2 separate regions of the Oryctolagus cuniculus genome follow, and region 1 is linked to region 2. Evidence: chromatin contacts called from public Hi-C data. All regions are on one chromosome and are shown on one strand. Each heading gives the region's core, a stretch centred on a gene start, on an enhancer-like site or on the middle of the called end of the contact. The rest is flanking DNA. Distances are from core to core; before and after follow the strand shown. Region 1 holds the start of MROH9 (maestro heat like repeat family member 9). Region 2 overlaps KIFAP3 (kinesin associated protein 3).

Evidence for each region. A called contact is a pair of places that touch in the nucleus more often than the background predicts.
Region 1: a contact with region 2 is called in a Hi-C map of skin fibroblasts, with 2.8 times the contacts expected there. The contact joins the promoter of MROH9 here to the enhancer-like site in region 2. A contact is called at or near these places in 4 of 6 Hi-C or Micro-C datasets (ear pinna, embryonic fibroblasts, psoas muscle and 1 more).

What each region holds. Positions count from the first base shown.
Region 1 is chr7:28,895,960-28,900,477 of mOryCun1.1, reverse strand. It overlaps MROH9 (maestro heat like repeat family member 9), which reads right to left and starts at 1,582. Exons shown (of 23, transcript XM_051857125.2): 1 at 1,443-1,582. It overlaps LOC127493547 (a long non-coding RNA gene), which reads left to right and starts at 1,628. Exons shown (of 3, transcript XR_007923825.2): 1 at 1,628-1,844; 2 at 3,623-3,739; 3 at 4,206-4,490.
Region 2 is chr7:27,803,367-27,808,412 of mOryCun1.1, reverse strand. The region is part of intron 20 of KIFAP3 (kinesin associated protein 3); the gene reads left to right. Among named protein-coding and RNA genes, the nearest start is that of SCYL3, 49 kb to the right of the region's middle. Within about 2 kb of position 3,367, at least 1 of the 8 cell types and tissues checked has an H3K27ac peak or open chromatin away from gene starts, as enhancers often do.

The DNA of each region.
Region 1 (4,518 bases), core at 333-2,832, 1.1 Mb before region 2:
CTGTGAATCAGAAGGAAAAGAAGAGAGTTCGCTATGCTGGCTGAACTGTCTCACCCTGCCTGCTAAGAATAAATTGGACCACTATTTGGTAGTAGAAATTAGGAAGAGTGTATCTGGAATGTAGGAGATCCCTTAGGGCATTTTCCAGTTTTACCATGCTTGTGATCAAAATAAATGGAAACATACAGCAACTCAATTCAGGTAGAATTGCTAATGGTCCACGTGTTTCAGAAGAATTCGGGTCCCCTCAGTAAGTAAAAAACCATGAGGTACTTGCTGAAGGCAAAGGAATGCAGAATAGGAAGTCAAGGAAGGCAATTAAAAACACAACTTATGATAGTGTGACAAGTAAAAAAATGAGAACTGCAATCATTATGAGTGTTTTGCCCAATATTTTCTTAATTTATTATGAATAACTATGTGTGTTTATAGCAAGTATTTTTATTTTCATTCCTCTCTTATTCCTTCAACATGTGTTGACTTCAAATCATGGCATTTAAATATTCTTAATTTTACATCATACTACTTAAGTTTTGGCATATCATAAAAACATAAACATCACTTAAGGACTTTTTCTCCTTTTAAGGCAAAGTTTTTGTTTATGTTGGGATTGTATGCAGAATAGTTGTATCATGTTAGGTGGAATTTTTATTTTATTTTGTCTCTATTCAGAGATTAAGTTTAAGGAAATGTTAACCAAATTGACAGAAAGTAGACTCATATATCAACCTGACTGAACCATAGGATGCCCAGTATTGATAAACACTATTTTCAATTGTGTTTGTCAAGGTGATCCAGGAGATATCGACATTTAAATTTGTGGACTCAGTAAAGCAGTTGGCCTTCCCCAATTGAAAGGGCATCCTCCATTCCATATTTAGCTGAGGGCTTAAATAAAACAAGAAAGCTTAGGAATGTTCACTTCCTCTCTGCATCGCTTACACATTAAGCAATGACAGCTGATGACGGAGTTGGGACATTGATCTTTTTGCCTCAGCACTCCTTGTTTTCAAGCCTTCAGAATCAGGCTGGAATCCACATCACTGGCTCTCTGGCTCTAAGGCCTTCAAACTATACCATTGGACTTCCTGCATCTCTGGCTTACAGCTAGAAAGTTGTAGGACTTCTCAATCTCTGTAATCATGTCAATAATTCCTTACAATGTCTGTTTCTATGTATGGGTTCTATTTCTCTGGAGAATGCTGGTTAATGCAACATGAAGTTGGAGGGTTCAACTAACAAAGTTGAATTCTTCCAATTGTTAAATTTGGTGGGAATTTTAGATGACGGCCTATGGTGAAATATTTTCTAATATATCCATGGTTTTTCTCTTATCACAACAACAATAACATCAATAACAAAAACGAAGACACTTAAGAAAAAAGGTCAGGGTTAGAAAGAAGACAAGATTTTGCAAGATTAACAGGGGCATAATTACTTACTTTTTATAATTTCTCTGTAACCATTGGTAAGGCAAAGTATAGAAGAGAAACTTATATTTCCTTTTAAGCAAAGGTAAAGTCCTCTGTTCAGTTAAATGATGAGAATCCTCTGAAATGTTTTCATTTGTCATGGTAACCATATGTTTCCAAGATTCCATTCCAGAATGGTTGTGGTGTCTGGCTAGAATACTCTAACATGTTCGAGTGACTGTTAATGCTCATCTCTCACTACAGAGAATGGAAAGTTTCTAGTTCCTGTGTAACTAGCAATGTCAGATATTTTTGCAAACTAACAGCTCAGTAGAAGTAAACACAGGATATGAATAGAAATTTTATAGAAGAGGAAACTGAATGGCTAAAAATTATGAAAATATATTTAATTTCACTTCAGTTCAAAGTAATGTAAGTCAGTTAAACATAAATTTATAGTAAGTAAAAACAAAATAATAATTAAAAATAAATCAATAAAATTTGATGTCAAATAAATAAAGGATAAATAGAACTTTTGAGATTTCTCATACAATTGGTTAAAGCATAAATGATATAAGTAACTTGTGGAACAATTTATCATATTCTAGCAACATTTTAATCCTACAACCTTTAATTTCTAATTGTAGGTCCAAAGATTATAGAAACATTTAAACAATTGATGTACTAAAACATGGAGAAGGATGTTCATTGCAGTATTCTCTTTATAATGTATTTGTTAAATAATTCATATACTATAGAATTCATCATTTTAAAGTATACAATTAGTGCTTTTTTAATATATGTACAATCATACAACAATCAGAACTGATTTTGGACCATTTTCATCTCAGCTGGATTGGTTGTTATTTTTATTGTTGAGTTTTTGAGTTGCAAGAAACCTCATTCCCACAGTCAAATCCTCATTCCTCTTCCCACCAGTGCCTGGAAACCATTTATCGCTTTTCTCTCTTCATGAATTTTCTCTCTTCATGAATTTTCCCTTTCTGGACATTTCATATAAACAATATATAATAAATGGCATTTTGAGTCTTTTTAGTATTGAGCTGCTGGTGATTTTTTTAAATATATATCCTGGATGCCAGATCATTATAAGGTATATGATTTGCAAATATCCCCTACTATTCTGTGAGCTACCTTTACACTTTCTTAAAACTATCCTTTGAAGCAAAAAAAGTTTTTAATTTAAATGAAATTCAATTATTATTTATTTAGTACTTGTGTTTTGGACTCACAAGAATTCACTCAGAATTAACTGTCTGATCCAACTAGTCTTTTCTTCTAAGAGTTTTGTAATTTTAATATCTTACATTTAGATTTTTGATAAACTTTGAGTTTTTTTATTTTTAAGAATTGTTACTGACTTAAAAGAGAGAGAGTGAATGTGACACACAGAGATCTCTCATCTCCTGGTTCACTCTCCAAAATTTCTGCAAAAGCTGGGGCTAGGCCGGGATAAAGCCAAATATGGGAATTCAATCTAGGTTGCCCATGTGGTGGTAGGGACACAAATACTGAAGCTATCACCTGATCCCTCTCAGAGCATGCATTAGCAGGAAGTTGTAATTGGGTATGGAGCTGCTACCCCATCCAGGAACTTTAATTTGGGATGTGGGCATCCCATGAGGTATCTTAACTGCTATGTCAAACGTCCATCATGCTTTGAGTTAATTTTAGTATATGATGGGAGTTATGAGTCTACCTTTACACCTCTGCATCTGCATGTTGAGTTAGCTTAGACTCATTTGTTAAAAATGGCTGTTATCCACCCTATCTTATTTAAAAGGCTATTTTTTCCCAAATGAATTGTCTTGGCATCCTTAAATTACATCTTAAGCTTTGTGGTTTTTTTTTTTTTTCCAAGCTTGTCTTATCCATCCTGGATCCTTTAAGTTTCTACATGAATTTTAGAATCTGATTGTCAATTTATGCAATATATGCAGCTTGGATTTTGGGAGGGATTGGGTCAAATATATAGAACAATTTGGGGAGTATAGCTCTCTTAATAATATTAAGTTCTGATCCATGAACTTTTCATTTATTATCTTCTCTCAAATTTTTTCAGCTTCATCTTACAGTTTCCAGAGTACAGTTGGTACACTTATTTTGTTAAATTGCTGCCAAATATGTCATTCTTTTGCATGTAACTCTGAAAGGAATTGTTTTCTTAATCTCATATTTCTTTTTTTCAGTTGAGGAATGAGTGAGTGGCATAACAGTGAAAATGCTGCTCGGGGCTCTCACATCTCGTTTCAGCGTGTCCAAGTTTGTACCTTAGCTCCACTCCCTATTCCAGTTTCCTGCTGAGGGTAAGTGATGGGTCAAATGGTTGGATACCTACCGTCCATGTAGGAGACCTGGATGGAATTCTTACTTGCAGCTTTAGCCTAAGAATCTGCAGTCAATGTAGGCATTTGTGAAGTGAATCAGCAGATGGGAGCTCTCTCTCTCTGTCTCTCTACACAAATACACAAATAAAATATACAAATACACAAATAAAAATTAGAAATACAATGAACTTTTATATATTGACTTACAGAGCTTATCTGTTAGTTCCAAAAGTTTTTCATTTCTTGTGTTTTCCATGTACAAGATTATGTCACCTATGGAGACAGTTTTAATTTTCTTTTCAGTCTAGATGCTTTTTTGTTATTGTTGTTATTGTTATTATTGTTATTACTGTTTGCCTACTTGTACCTTGACATTATAAATGTAATTAATGAGAGTATTCAGTCTTCCACCACTAAGTGATGTCAGCCATGGTTTTCTTCACAGTTTCCTTTTATCTGATTGGAGAAATTATTGTTGGGGCTGGCATTGTGTTGTGGTAGGTTAAGCCATTGTCAGCAATGCCAGCATCCATATGAGACTGGATCAAGACCCTGCTGCTCCACTTCTGATCCAGCTCCTTGCTAAAAAATGTGCCTTGGAAAGCAGCAGAGGATGATCCAAGTGTTTGGGCCCCTGCATCCATGCGGGAAACCTAGATGAATCTCCTGGCTCCTGGCTCCTGTCTTTGGCCTGGCCCAGCCCTGCAGTCATCTGGGGAGTAAACCAGCTAATGGAAAGTTTTTTCTCTCTGTAACTT
Region 2 (5,046 bases), core at 2,118-4,617:
GGCCTATCAGAAATTAAAAAGCAAAGTAGTCTTAGAAAGAAGTCCAAATTTTTGTGGGCAATCTCAAGTGGCTAATTTAGAGCCCTTCAAAAGTGAAAGGATGACATAAGGCTTCTGTGAACACAGTAAAGCAAGTAAATTTTTAAACTACATCTTTCCAAAGTGATGCAGGAAACCCCATAAAGCTGTATTTACATGGATGTTCAAACTTCATGCTGAGATCTCTTTTGAGGTGATAAATAAATAAGAATTCCTAAAAGCTTTCTTAGAAAAGATTTTTGGGTTTCAAGGCCTTTACAAATATGGAGCTGATTAGCTTATTCCATTCTCTGTATACAGAATGGAGAAAAAAGGAACTATTGTAATTTCTTATAGTTGCATCTTGCCTTTTTTTACCTCAAAATCTGAGGTAAGGGGAGGTGCTCTTTGCTATCAGCAAGTAGGAATCGAAGTTACGTTAAATTGAGTCAATTTGTTCCTTGCCCTGCACTCTTGAAATAATGTGGATACACCTAGAAGCTGGTTTGGAATACTGCCCAAACCCAGATGATCCCAGAAATGTATGGTGCATTCCCATCTCCCTGAGGAATTCTCATAATTGCCCGGATTTGCTTGTAAGTCCCAGATTGTCAGATTGGCACAACCCCAAGACGCGAACATCACAGAATGAAAATTTCCTACCCCAAAAGTTTTCATGACCTGTGCACTTTTCTAAGAAAGCCAACACTAGCAGTAAACCTGAGTACAGGAATGTGTGCAATGTGGAAGTGGTCATTTGCATGAGATAACTAAAAACTTTACCTTTGGTTTACTTCTTTAAAAATAAGCTCACTGAATACAAAATAAGATGAAAAAGAATTTAAGAGATGCTCCTAGTGTTTCATGCCTAAAGAAGTTGTATCATTTACGTCAAGCATGACATAGGGTCTGAAAGGTTTTGATTGAAAAACCTTATTTGTATAAGCAGTCCAGTCTCACTATGGTAAAAGCAAGGTATGATTGGCTATGGCATAATTTTAGTGCAACAGCAATTAGAATGCCAATGTGCAGGCATAAATCTCTATGAATTATGTAAGAGTCTTGTAAAGACAAACAGAAAGCATGTGCAAGAAGCATGCCAAGTATGATAGAGTATCTCTTACATGCCTAGATTGCATGGCAGAAGCCAGAATTTCCTAAGCATTTTTAGGGAAGGCTACATGATATTCATGTCATAACAATAACAAAACTAAATATATACTTATAAGAGTGTATTCTTATAATATGAGTCTTGAAAATACAACCTCAGGGTGTAGACATGTTAAAAGGGATAGCCATTGTTTACAGAAAAAGAAATCATGACAAAGAAAGTTAGATGCAGACTGTAACAAATTCTATCAGTAGAGACAGAAATCTCATCCAGATATTCTACCTTTGAGGTCATTGCACCCCCACTAACTTTAATAAAATTCATGAGTTGTTGGTTGATAAGTTTGTTCTTGAGTTTTGCTGAATTTAATAAGTTTAATTGCCAATCCTTAAATTAAGGAGGGAAATGTCAAAAGAAGTATATTATTTCCTAATACTACTTGGAAAATAATTTTAATTTAAAATTGACAGGGTACAAGTTGTCAGAATCCTATACTTTACATTCCAGCCTACACTGAATTTGCTTGGTATCAACCCAAGTGTCTGCCCAGAGTGTTTAGTCCATTCTTGGAAGATAAAGCAGCAATATATTATTTCATCAACAGAAGACTTGTAATACAACAATCTATAATTAGCTAACCTAAGCAGAAAAATGAATTTATATTTTTAATATATCCATAATGTAATATTTAAATGTATTCTTCAGGACCACAAAAGCTTATGAGATAGATGCAGATTTACTTTAGTGCCTGTTTTAGTGCATTTAGCAATGCCAGTATGCTTTTATAGTATTCTGAGATCCTAAATGTTTTAGAGGACACTGAGTAACTGAAATACTTGTCTGACTTGCATTCATTACTGAAATTACTGAATTATTGGTTGAAAAGTTTCAAATAACACTTTCCAATATGTATATTTTCAATTCTAAAGTTGTCTAGAATCATATTTTCAAACTTTCATGCTTAGCTATTATGAAGCATGCATTTTTAAGGTATAAATATAATTTCTGGGGTGATTATTTGGCTCAGCAGTTAAGTCATTGCTTGGGACACTGGTATCCCATATTGGAGTGCCTGGTTCAAGTCCTGGCTCCTCCACTTCCAATCCAGTTTCCTTTTAATGCCTTCCTTCAGAAGCAGCAGACTGATGGCTCAAATACTTGGGTCTCTGCCACCCATGTGGGAGACCTGGCTTGAGTTTCTGGCTCCTGGTTGTTGCAGGCATTTGGCAAGTGGACCAGTGGATGGAAGATCCCTGTCATTTCTCTCTCTTGCTTTCTTCACTCACTGTCACGCTATCTCTCTACCCCCTTTCAAATGAAATGAAAATAAAATTAAGCATATATATTTTCTATTAAGCAGATTTATGCCCTGAATTTTAGAAAAATACACTTAGATAACAAAAAAAATTTATGTATTAACCATTTGATTTTTATGAACAAAACATAGTTTGTCTGTTATGTAACCCAAAAAAATGTTGAAACAACTAGTCAGAAATAAATTTGAAGCTTTAAGCATCCTTTGGTAAAATTTTCATCAAAAAAAATTTTTAAGGACATACATTTGTCTACCTCTTGTGTAAGGTAGTGAGAGAAAGTGGAAAGTTTCCAAACTACAACAGAATATTCCCCAAATATTTAAGGGCATTGGAGACGTGATCTTTTTAAAGGAATCTAACATTACAATCTTTCTTTAAGAGAGAATGGCATTATTTCAATGGAGGTAGTATGCATATCAGTTGATCATGCTGTCTCTGATTTTGCTCATTTGTCAGATTTCAGTCTGTTCCACAAAGACAGAGAGTTGATAGAGCCCATTTTGTATAGTAAGTACTCAGGACAGTGTTGGATTCCATTCCATTTCTTAAACTTGTTATTTCGGTAGTGTATTATAACTTCAAGATTCTGGTTGGTGCTTAAATTACAGTAACTAAAGGTCATTATTCATATTTTAACCAGTTAGTCCAGCTCAAGAATTTTTAGTACTAGCATTAACTTTTGAATTATGTTTGAGGTCTTAGACTTTACAGCATGTTTAGTTTCTTTTCATTTCTTATTAGTATTTTTCAGTACTTAATAGTCTCCTGCCCCCACCTCCAACAAGAACTCGCCTCTCTGTTCAACATCAGAAACATTTTCCTTTTTGGCATGTGCTTTCGAGTTCCCCAAGCAGTATAAGCAAATTGGAAAGTTCAGCTGTCATTCTTGGAAGGTCATAGATCACACTAGCAGCCTGAGTAATCCAAGAGGTTTTAAGTATCATAGCATTTAGTTTAAAGTGAAATTTGCTCTGACAGGGCTGGCAGACCAATAGGAAAAAGAAATATTTGTGCTTGGAGAAGTGCATATGTAGAGACCAAGAGTATAACTGATGGCTGGAAGTGATTTCAGTCTAAAAAAACAAATCATTAAGAGAGTGCATAGGGGTAAAATACACAGTTCATATTTTAAAGAGTCTCAAAATGAACCAGCAACTAAGGTTAGCATTACATAGTAATTAGTTGTGGTGTTCAGGCTTTAACTCACTCAGTACCAGACAGTATGGTTAAACGATCACTGAGAAAATATTGCTACTTAAGATATGCTCTGCCTTAAGCCTACAGCAGTAATTTTTGTACCTTAAAAAACCAAGGTATTATGACAGATTATATAAATGTTGAACCAGTAACAGACAAACAGTTATTTAAAAGAGGTGCTAATGACTCAGTTTATTGACCCAGGGGTTATTTAAGCCACTCAGTAAGTTCCCTGAACATTTGGTGGTGTGAAATGAAGCATTGCTTGATACTACAGAACTGCCAGTTTTAAAATGTTCTTATACTTAATTGAAGAAATGTAAGTTAAAGATGACGAGATGGTATGCCTTCATTAAGCATTGCCATAAAAAGCCTGATATCATTATAGGTTTGAGTAAGTATTCACTTCAGCTTGATAATCACATCTGACAAGTTCTATTAGACACCTCCTGGAGTACTATTTTGTTGTTAATAGCTACAAATAAGGAGAAATAAAAAATTTTAATTGCTTCAGTTATTTCTTTCAAATAATTTTATCTTCAAGATAGCTAGCTTTAAATCACGGGAATGCATATTTATAATTTTTTTCTTGGATGTACAGAGTAAAGAAATAAGAATAAAATGGCAAGAACTTCCAGCAATGTGGTACATAAGTTAACTTGGAAGAACCCCTTTCTATATAGGTATGTGGAGGTGGTGGGCAAAATGTAATGAAAATTTCTAACACATGAAGGACCTCATAAAGAAGATAGGGAACACCCCAAATGCCAAAGAAAAGAAAAAGAAAAAGAGCCACTAACAGGAGTATTGTAGTAGATATAGATGATATAGAACAGGAAAATGGAACTGAATTCCCTATGTAAAGCCTGTAACTTAAAGGCTCCCTTTTTTTTCCCTTAAAAGTTGAAAAGAGGACTAGGTGCCCCAAGACCCAAGGTGGTGGAGGATGGTCACCTGTGAGAGAAACCACACGCTTGTACCTTGCAAATGAATACGTTCAGAGTTCATACTGAGCAGCTAATTCAGGGGGATCCACACCAGGAAACTGCCATTGCAGTTCTCCCAGTGCAGTGAGGTGATCTCCCCAGAATTCTGAAGTGTGTTTTAATCAAGGTCAGAACCTCCCTGTAGAAATACTTCCACAGCTCAGTGCAAACTGAAATGAGGAGGTGGGGGGAGGTACTGAAATTGTATTCATAACTAAAAATTACAAAAGAAAGGGCCATCTTGTAGGAGACTCAGACACAAGAGGGAAAGTGTTAAGACACCCAAGAAATAGAATTAATGGAACAGTGTTGTTTGTTTGTTTGCTTGTTTTTCATTCATACTGTTTGTTGAACTCTCTCCTTAGTATAGGGTCAGTCTTAATGAGCGTAAAGTTAACTGAAAATAGATCTTTGTAAA